Linked DNA regions of Mus musculus: region 1 is linked to region 2. Evidence: chromatin contacts called from public Hi-C data. All regions are on one chromosome and are shown on one strand. The core of a region is the stretch at or near the end of the contact, and the rest is flanking DNA. Distances in the headings are between cores, read along the strand shown.

The links. Hi-C and Micro-C count contacts between places; a contact is called where the count stands out from the background.
Region 1: a Hi-C map of liver shows a contact between it and region 2, with 3 times the contacts expected there. A contact is called at or near these places in 9 of 484 Hi-C or Micro-C datasets (liver and nephron progenitors), 5 of 130 datasets of targeted methods (the NIH/3T3 cell line, embryonic stem cells, hepatocytes and 1 more) and 1 of 9 other capture datasets (embryonic stem cells).

The regions. Positions count from the first base shown.
Region 1 is chr19:36,702,887-36,708,203 of GRCm38.p6, reverse strand. No RefSeq gene overlaps it. Among named protein-coding and RNA genes, the nearest start is that of Hectd2os, 16 kb to the right of the region's middle.
Region 2 is chr19:36,636,711-36,641,665 of GRCm38.p6, reverse strand. All of the region lies in intron 3 of Hectd2os (Hectd2, opposite strand), which reads left to right. Among named protein-coding and RNA genes, the nearest start is that of Hectd2os, 50 kb to the left of the region's middle.

The sequences.
Region 1 (5,317 bases), core at 1,669-4,168, 67 kb before region 2:
GAGGGGAGAGGGGTCCCCAAAGTCCTAAGTTTGAGGGCCAAGGTAAAGGCTCCCTTTCCATCCTTCAGGTCAAGGCAGAATGGAGAGTACCTTAGAGGAAACACTATTGTATTATTTCTTGGTGGAACCTCTGCCTGGGGCAATGGTCCTGATGTTGGCCCCATTCTAGGACAGAAGCAGCAGTCTGGACTAGAAGAAGGGCTGGTGATGGCTGGGTACCTTCTATGACTTTGTAGGCAGGATGCTCAAACCTTTCTATGCGCCAGCGGACATGGAGGAAAGTACTGGACTTGGGTCAGCTTGTTGGCTCCCACTTACAGTGCCACTCTCTGGCCAAGGGGCTATCCCACGACACGGCCTGTGAGGTGAACAACAGGAGCAAGAGCTGTGTGTGTGTGTGTGTGTGTGTGTGTGTGTGTGTGTGTGTGTGTATGTGTGTGTCTGTGTATGTGTGTGTGTGTGTGTGTGTGTGTGTGTGGTATGTGTGTGTGTGTGGTATGTGTGTGTGTGTGGTATGTGTGTGTTTGTGTGCATGTGTGTGTGTGTGTATGTGTGTGTCTGTGTATGTGTGTGTGTGTGTGTGTGTGGTATGTGTGTGTGTGTGGTATGTGTGTGTGTGTGGTATGTGTGTGTGTGTGGTATGTGTGTGTGTGTGGTATGTGTGTGTGTGGTGTATGTTTGTGTGTGGTATGTGTGTGTGTGGTGTATGTTTGTGTGTGTCTGTGGTGTGTTTGTGTGTGGTCTGTGTTTAAGAACTGTTTAAGCTCTGTGTCCTCTTTGGCCCCCTCTGACTGACCAGGAGAGCCTCAGAGAGGAGAGGAGAGAGGAGACGCTGCTGGAATCTATCCGCTTCATCCTCCTTCACAGCAAGACTCAGCTCTATGGGAAGTCTGAGGGCGTGAGCTAAAGCAAGATATCAGATGAAGCATCAGAACTGGTCTGAACCAAACTCGAGTAACTGACAGTAGACTCCGAACTATTTTAAAGTGGTATGGGGATAGGGAAATGATTTGATAGAACAGTTGAGGACAGTGGCAAAAAAGCGATATAGTTGTGGATCAAGTACTGCTGGCCCTGTAGCTAGGATTTAGGTCATTACGACACCACCAGATCTTCCATTTCCATATCCGCTGCTGACTGTCCTGACAGAATCAGCCTTTCTCCTGTATGATCTCACTCCCATTCCACAGGAATCCTGAGGGGTCAGCACAGTCAAGGTGTTGTGAGATCGTGAGTCTATTGATTAGCCTTATGTAATCATTCCACAGTGTAAATTGTATTCCATAAATATATACACTTATTGTGTGTTGCTTAAAAGTTTAAAAAGGTAATACACACACACACACACACACATATGTATGTATGTATATATATATATATATGTGTGTGTGTGTGTGTGTGTGTGTATATATATATATATATATATATATATATATATATATATATATATATATATATATGAATGACAGGGCTGGCCTTGATCTCATAGAGATCTACCTGCATCTACCTCCTGAGTGCTGAGGATTAAAGACACGTTTACCATGCTGGGCCATATGTGATCTGTTTTATTTATTTTTGAGTGGTAATTGAACCATCTAATTGTAAAACTAAGAACTGGTAGGGTGTGGCTATAGGGCCCCCAGTGCCCCTCTCTGAGGATGAGACTGACAGGGGCTCACAGGACTTTGTAAGTGTGAGATGCCAGAGTCAGAGGAGATTACACATGGCAAAGGACTGTGCAAGCCGTGAAGGAAAGACAGGCATCAGCATTCGCTGGGACACGGTAAGAGTGAACAGCGGGCTGCTGGCAGCCCTGGCCTCACTGTTTATTTACAGAAAGGCCTTGAGGAACAGAGAAGGGGAGGAAACACAAAGAATGTATTTCTGTGAAGGTGTGTGGGGGAGAAGGGGGTGTGGTGGTGGTGCGGTGGTGGTGGCGCTAAGGGGGTAAATAGGTTCAACTTTTTTTTTTTTTCCTGGCTTCCATTTAACACATACTTCTATTTTCCTTGTCCCTTATCTTCTTTTCCCTTCTCTCCTAGCGATCTTGGTGCCACCTCCTTCTGCCGGTTCTGTCCCAGATAATTTCTCTGACCTTGAGCCATTGCGCTGGTTCTTCCGGGTATAGCCTCATCCCAGACAGAGCCAAGTCCTGGCGGAGGCCTCAACTGAAGAAATCCACAGTGAAAGCTTGTTCTTTTCAGAGAGGGAAGCAGGCTAAGGAGAAAGGAAGTGGTGTGTGTGTGTGTGTGTGTGTGTGTGTGTGTGTGTGTGTGTGAGAGAGAGAGAGAGAGAGAGAGAGAGAGAGAGAGAGAGAGAGAGACTGAGAGAGAGACCAATCCCCCTCCCCCAGTCCAGTTCCACTCCTTCAAAAGATCTCTTTGGACCCTTTCCTGGATGACCTCCAACCTTAATGAAACGGGAAAGCAGAGTGTTGGACTTGCTTCCTTGCCAACGAAAGAAGAGCACGCTGCAGTGTGTTTTAGATGCCTTTGGCAGGCATGGGCGGGTGGGGAGGGCAGGAGGGGACTTTAGAACTTGGCCCACAAAGGCTTTCTCCATGAACCTTGAAGGGGAATGCGTCAACCAGGCACTCTCAGGGTCTTAATGGACTCATTTGTACTTACAAGAATGGGCGGGGACCACTAAAGAAGTCTCAAACAAGACTTCTGCTCTGCTCACTGCTTATGTCCGGGAAAGCAGTGAGTAGAAACAGACAGAGGGGAACCCCACGTCGCTGCACGGGAGGAGCTACCTTAAAGTGAGCTGGTTAAAATGGTTCCTTGAGTGGGGACTTAAAGGACAGTGGGGGTGGGACAGATGGAGAGAAAAAGAGATGGTGCACACGGATCGTGTTCGCAAGAGCATGAGGAACACAGGAAGTAACAGTGACTGGAAAATCAAAGATTGAGGTTCATGAAGACCGGGTGTAGGGGGGGTGGGGTGGGGCACAGACTGACGGGAAGGCAGAAGCTGGAGAAAGTAGTCTCTTGTTTTCTAGATAAAAGGGAAACAGACTAAGTTTGTCTTTTCCTGTAAGCGATGTAAGGAGGGCAGATGATTGGATAGGTTATGTGGGAAACAAGGCAGCCCCGGGCCCCTGACTGGGCTGGCTGGGGGACCCCTCTTGAGACTCTTGACTGGGCTGGCTTGGCTGTCATTGACTAGTTAATGAAAAAATGGCTTGCAGCACGTGTAAACGACCCGTAGGACAGACCTGCATGCAAGCGTTCTCCGTCTCTCCTAGCCAACAGCGTCTATGGCTGTTTGCTTTTCAGTTGTTTGCTTTGTAGTTGGCAATGATGGCCAAGAATTGAAGGTCAGTGGGCATGCTTTTGATTTAGCTCACTGACTGAGTTTTGAATCTTCATGGGGAAACCCTGTTCCCAGAATTCCAATGGCCAACTTTCATTAGAGAAGACTCATGTATTATTAACTTACCCTTTTTAGTGGAACAATGAGAATTTCTGGATTATCGAAATGATGAAGGAAAAGTTGCAGTTTTGTTCATCTATTGTAAACAGACACCTTCCTTATAGACTTCCCAGCTCAGGTCCTACTTCCTATGTAAGTGATAACTTTCCCCACAATTCTCAAATCACAGTAGAGGCTTAGAAGGGTTGGTATGTGTCTAAAGAGTCAATGTGTATGCATTTATCCCTCCCTCCTCCCCTTTCATCCAGATCTGCCTCCCTTCAGTCTCTTAGACAAGCTTCCAGGAGGTAACAGCAAAACATAACAAAATAAAATATAATAAAACCCTTTCGTATTGAAGTTGGGCAGGTCAAACCAACAGAAGGAAAAGAGCCCAAGAGAAGGCACAAGAATCGGAGATCCACCTGTTCCCAAAAAAATCCCATAAAAGCACAAATGAGCAGCCCTAGTGTATATGCAGAGGACCAGGTGCAAGCCCTGTGTGTGCTGCCTCAGTCTCTGTGAGTTCATATGAGCTTTGCTCGGTTGATTCAGAGGACCACGGTCTGCTGGGGTCCTCCTTCCTCTCTGGATCTTTCCACCTCCGTTTCCACTGGGTCCCTGAGCTCTGAAGGGAGGGATTTGATGGAGACTTTCCATTTAGGGATGAGTGTTCCAAGGTCTCTCACTCTCTGTGTAATGCCTGATTCTGGATCTCTGCATTTGTTCCTGTCTGCTGTAGGAGGAAACTTCTCTGAAGATGGCTGAATAAGGAATTGATATACGAGTGTAGCAGAATATCAATGGGAATCATATTATCAGTACATTTTTCTTCCTCTCTCTCTTTCTTTTCTTTTCTTTTCCTTTTTTTTTTTTTTTTTTAGAACAGTTGTATTTGTTTTTCCCTGGGTCTTTGGACTATCTAGTCTCTGGTGGTCACCTAACCAGTGTTGTAAATGGCTTCCATCTCATAGACTTTAAGTCAAATCAGACATTGCTTAGTCCCACAAGCTTTGTGCCCCCATTGCTCTAGCATTCCTTGCAGGCAGGACACCATTGTAGATCAAAGCGTTGTGGCTGGCTTAGTTTTTGTTTCTCTTTTGGTATCATGAAGAGTATTTTCATGTACCAAAGACGCTAGAGCATAGAATCCCAGTGCTCTTATGATAAGATGGGAGACAGAGACAGGATACTTCCCATGGCTTACATGGCTAGAGAGCATGTCACAGGCCCAGAAAAACAGTAAAGGAATCCTGTCTTGAGCAAGGTGGAAAGGTTAGGGTTAGGGTTAGGGTTAGGGTTAGGGTTAGGGTTAGGGTTAGGGTTAAGGTTAGGGTTCAGGTTAGGGTTGTTCTCTGACCATCACTTGCTTGCTGGGCCACTTTCATACCCACACTCATGACTACCCCCCCCCATGCCTATTTTACAACCACATACCCACCCAAGCCTTCTGACACACAAATATAAAAATAAAACAAATACAAGAAAAACCATCAGAAATCAGGCTGGAGAGAGAGCTCCATCAGTGATGTGCTCTCCTTGCAAGCGTGAAGACCTGAGTTCAGCCCCCAGAAACCGTGTAAAAAACACTTGGGCACTGTGGTCTGCACTTGTAGTCCCAGCATTGTGTCGATGGTGATAGGCAGTTCCCTGGGGCTCACTGGCCAGCAGGCCTAGCCTAATGGATCAAGGATAGGATGGCGAACATGAAGAATTTGGTACTTGAATTTGGTCTCGGCATGCATGAGCACCCTACCTCCAGCAAAACAACACAGAACAAAACAGAACCTCAAGAAGCCTAGTCATTTGTCACTATTGACTCTCCGAATAACACATGGGGCCATTCTGCTTGACAGAGTCACCTAGGAGCACAGTGCTAGTCTTAAATTTTGATGAGAAGCTG
Region 2 (4,955 bases), core at 2,401-4,900:
CTTAATAAATGATCATAAGTTGAACTGGACAGCCTCAAGAACACTAGGAATGATTGCTAGTGGCATGGGGACCATGGTAAATAAAAAGCTCAGTAACTAAAAAACATGGTATCCTCGCACTTTTGAGAAAAATCAGTTATGCTGTACGACATTCGTATGCAGGCATTGAGACTCACCCTCTAAAGCAGAAGGGAGGGATACTGTATTCAGAGGTGCCCAGCTTTGTTTTCAGAATTATTCAGTTACATATGAAACTCCTCATCTCCTGCTGACAAAGTGATATCTGCAGAAAACTGGCTGCCTTCCAAGAGGAAGGAAGGACTCCTCAGATACTTCCCAAAGAGATGAAAGAATTTCCGAAATAGCAGCTTAATGTTGTGCCACATATGGGCTTTTCAAATTCACAGCTGGTCAGACAAACATTTCTGGCTTCAACCCATTTGAGTTACTGTCTCTGTGGCTTCAAACACCCCAAATGTTAACTCCTAGTTGTCATGGATTTTCTGCCTTGGCCCAGTTCAATACAGTATTTCTAGTGCATGAAACCAGCCTTAGACCAAGTAGCCACATAGGATGTAGGCTCCATGGGTGGAGGGATGTAGCTCAGTCAGCAGAATGCTTACCTAGCATACATGAAGTCTCTAGGTTTGGTCTCCAATATGGGAACACATGCCCATAATCTAAGCAGTGATATAAAGGGTTCAAGGCCATTTCCTCCACACACAAAAAAGTTCAAGGACAGCCTAGCTTACCTGACCTGGGTTCCATGGAGGTGGTGCCCTACCTGTCCTTTGTCTTTTCAGTTTTTCAACTAGTTAGACTTTTCCTACATGGTGTTGAATGCTTGAGTCACCTGTCAACCATCAATTAATATAAAGAGACATTGACACTAACTTGGACACTCCCTTTAAACGTGCTCATCCCTGCTCATATGACCTACCCTCTCCCTCTTTGGTTACTATCACCATGTAACAGTCATCCCAAGGTATACTGGCTTAAAGCAACCTTTCCTATTAAATTTAAAGATAGAAATTTAAACAGAGAAGAATATGGCATATGCCTCATCTCTTCATATGACACAGTTGTGTGGGCGCTAAGGTGAGGGAGGTTTTGGCAGGTGGTATAGTCACACTGAGGCTCCTCCATCCACATTGCTCACATTAGGCTGCTTTGACTTGACCTGGGTGAAGTCTCTCCATATGGTTTGAACTTCTGCACAGCGTGGCAGCATCAGGCTAATCAGGTTTCCTACATGACTGGAAGGTTAATGCCTCACGTAAGGCAAGGCACATTATGTGGAGAACACAGCCAGAAGCCGTGTAACTCGGAATGGCACAGTTCCAGAAGCCACGGAGTCATTCTGCTGTCCTTCATTAGCAAAAGACACAGGATACTGAGACTTAGGGGAGGGAGAAGTCACCTCCCCGTTCTGACGGGACCATGAGCTGCACTGTAGAGAGGAATATGGGCTGGGAGAGATCTCTGCACTCATCTCTGGAAAACACTATCTGGTGTACTCTATATCTTTACCTACTGATAAGGAGTAATCGACTTTCATCAGTGAAGGCTGAAAGATGATTTTCAGTCAAGGTGACGCTTTGATCATCATGGGCCTTTCAGGTTTTACTGTTTCAATAATCTGTCTGTCTATCTGTCTGTCTGTCTGTCTGTCTACCCATCCATCTATTTCTTTCTTTCTTTTTTTTTTTTTTGGTTTTTTGAGACAGGGTTTCTCAGTAGCCCTGGCTGTCCTGGAACTCACTTTGTAGACCAGGCTGGCCTCGAACTCAGAATTCCGCCTGCCTCTGCCTCCCAAGTGCTGGAATTAAAGGCATGCGCCACCACGCCCGGTTTTTAAAAATTACATTTATTTACTTTGTATGCATGCATGTGCATGTATGTATTTATATAGTATGTATGTATGTATGTACGTACGTATGTATGTACGTATGTATATGGAGGTCAGAGGACAACTTGACAGGAACTGGTTAACCTTCCACCGCATAGGTACTTGGGATTTAATAAACTCAGCTCATCAGACGTGGCAGTATGTGCCACCTGACAAGCCCCTGGGTTTGTTATCATTTAATCATGATAATTTTTGGCTTAGAAGATTATGTTTTTGGTGTAAATGTATAGGCAAGATGAAAGACTCTTTTTGTTTAGTTTTTAAAAAATCAAGATATTAATAAATACGCCTTGGGGGAAATAAGAACTGAAGAGCTTGGGAAAGCTTGTAGGAATAATTTTCTCCTTAGAAATTAATGTGAGTTATTAGCATGAAGCCCAAGAAGTCTTACATCAAAGAAATCTTCTGCAGGGTTCATGAGAGGGGAACGGAAGCTCTGAGGTACGGCAGTGGGGAGATAATAGGGCGTGCGAGAGCTGAAAACAGACACAGGGAATTCAGGGCAGGGGTGTGTCTAGAAAGGCTTACGAGGGGTGTGGGGCACAGTGGTATAGAAGAGGGGGAGTTGCCAGGGGAGTGAATGGGGTGGCGGGATGGGGGGAGCATCAAACTAAAATTGCAGGGTAACCTGCTACAGCGACGGGGAGCAGCCTAAGGCCAGCATAGTTGAGTTAGAGTAGATGAGCATTTGTAAGGTAATTAAAATAGAATTTAAACAGAGGGGCTTAGCCAATAAAGAACTTCTGCACAGATAGGAGGATGTGACTTGGGGTCCCCAGCGCCCACATAAAAGCTGGGCAGGGCAGTGCACAACTGCAACTCCAGTGCGGGAGGTTGGGGAAGCAGACAGGAGGATTCCTAGAACCCATCGACCGGCCAACCTTGTCAAACCATTGAGTCCTAGGTTCAGTGAGAATGGAGGTACTCTGCAAATATGTGTGTAGGTAAAGCTGCTCCTAGACGCCATAATTAAATGAAAATCCCAGTGCCACGGGTGGGCTACTTTTCTATGAGTTTCTGGCTAGGCACCAGAGACCCCCTAAACAATACAGGCTATTACAGTGTGCCATGTAGGCTGCTGTGGGGACGGGGAGGGGAGGGTCATTTAAAAAAAATCTTACTCAGTTGTGAGCTTATTTTCTATACTACCAATCTAATAGGCAAGGGGTGGCCACTGGTGTGTGTGTGTGGGGGGGCAAGAAGACTGTTTGGAGGAGTTATGAATTTGAAGTCTGTCCCCCAGAAGGGAATTCACATCTGGTTCTGCAAGCCTGCTCAAAGGCCTCTGGTTGGGGAAAAGCTTGGAAGTTGTATTGCTAAACGGACATGATATGCTTGTCAAGTTGTCTTCTGAGCATTTATATTGATGCCCAGAGATTAGCGCTGCTGTCTGGTTTGATTAGTGTAGTGGTTATTCCTGGTTGTCAACTTGACTAATACAATTAGCAAATGTTAATACAGACTCACAACTCACCTAAGTCCTGAGAATAAGAGGCTGGTCAGTGCTCAGCCCTAGCAGAGGCATCTATGTCACCCCTCTGAGGCTCAGGGAACAGCAAAGAAGAAGGCACAGAAAGAATATAAAGTCCAAAGGAGACAGAATGCAGTGAAAGTCAGACACGTGGTTGCACTCTTGACCTTTCAACACACCATGACTAACTACGCAGGATTGACTCTGTCTGTGTGGGTGTGGCGTCCCATGCCCTTGCCCTTAGCACCTCAGAGGCATGTGCAGGCAGATCTCTGAGTTTGAGGCTACCCTGGTCTCGATAATGAATTTCAGGTCATCCATGACTGCATATCGAGATCCTGTCTCAACCAATCAATTCAGTGGGTCAATGATTAAACCTATCGGCATTCTGACTTGAATGGGGGAAGGGCTTGTAGGCCCCACTCCTCCTGAGGAGCTGTAGGTATTTAATAATTGCTGGTATCCGGGAGGGTGCGGCCATTTTCTTCAGTGGTCTGGGAAAGTCGCCCCATGCTCCAGCAGATAGTCTCTCCCCCATGTTTCTGTAACAAACCTTGATTAAGTTTACCAGGACACCAGAACCAAACCAAAGCAAGACACGAAAGTCTGTAGAAGTGGAGTAGTTAGGAAGGCGATCAGAGGGAGTCAGAGGGGACAAGAGAGGGTAATAGAGCATGAATTTGATCAAAATACATTATATACATGGATGAACACGCTATGGTGAAACCCATGCTTAACAATAAAAGGGTAAAATTTTCAAATAGAGAAGGAAAAAGAAATCAGGTCTTGAGGTTCTGGGGGTGGAGGTGGAGAAGAAACCGACAAGAAAAGAATTCTCCCTTTCGTTGAGTTTGGGCATCTGTTCATGACTATATTTCCAGCCCTGCTGTGATCTCTTAAAAGTTACATTTATTTATTTTGGTGTATGTGTGGAAGTCAGGACAATCTGTCAGAGTCTGTGGGTTTTGAGTATTGAACTCAGGTTGGTCAGGCTTGTTGGCAAATCCTCTCCTGTGGAGCCATCTTGTCCCCCACCCCTGCTGTGAATGTTAATAAATCAGCACTTATCAGGCCTTGGTTTCTTCACCTGTGAGGTGGTGATTTGAACGTGAACTTCACAATAATGTCAGCCCATAAATGGCACCAGACAGAGAGCAACTGCTATTAGCATCATTAAGCTCTTCCTGCCTCACCCTGTTCTCTCTCTCTCTCTCTCATTCTTCCCGAGAGCTCTACAAGGGACGGAACCACCACACAGTTCACTTCAGTCTGTTCTTCCCCACCCTCCTCACCTCAGGGACTACACCAAATGGAATGCCCCTCTCACATAGCTGGACCTGTTTTCACAAAGACAGGTGCCTTGCTGAAAGGAAGTTGGAGGAGAAAGCTGTAAATTCCCTCTGCTTCACCTTCTCCAGCCCTGCTGCCTCAGGAGCTGTGGGGCACTTTATTCTATCAATCACCCTTAGAGGACACAGCATTCACAAACACTCATGGTCTTATATCAACCATGTTGACTTAATTCTTGTACCAAAAGATTGTCACAGAATCCAGGGGGATTGGGAGGAGGCTAGT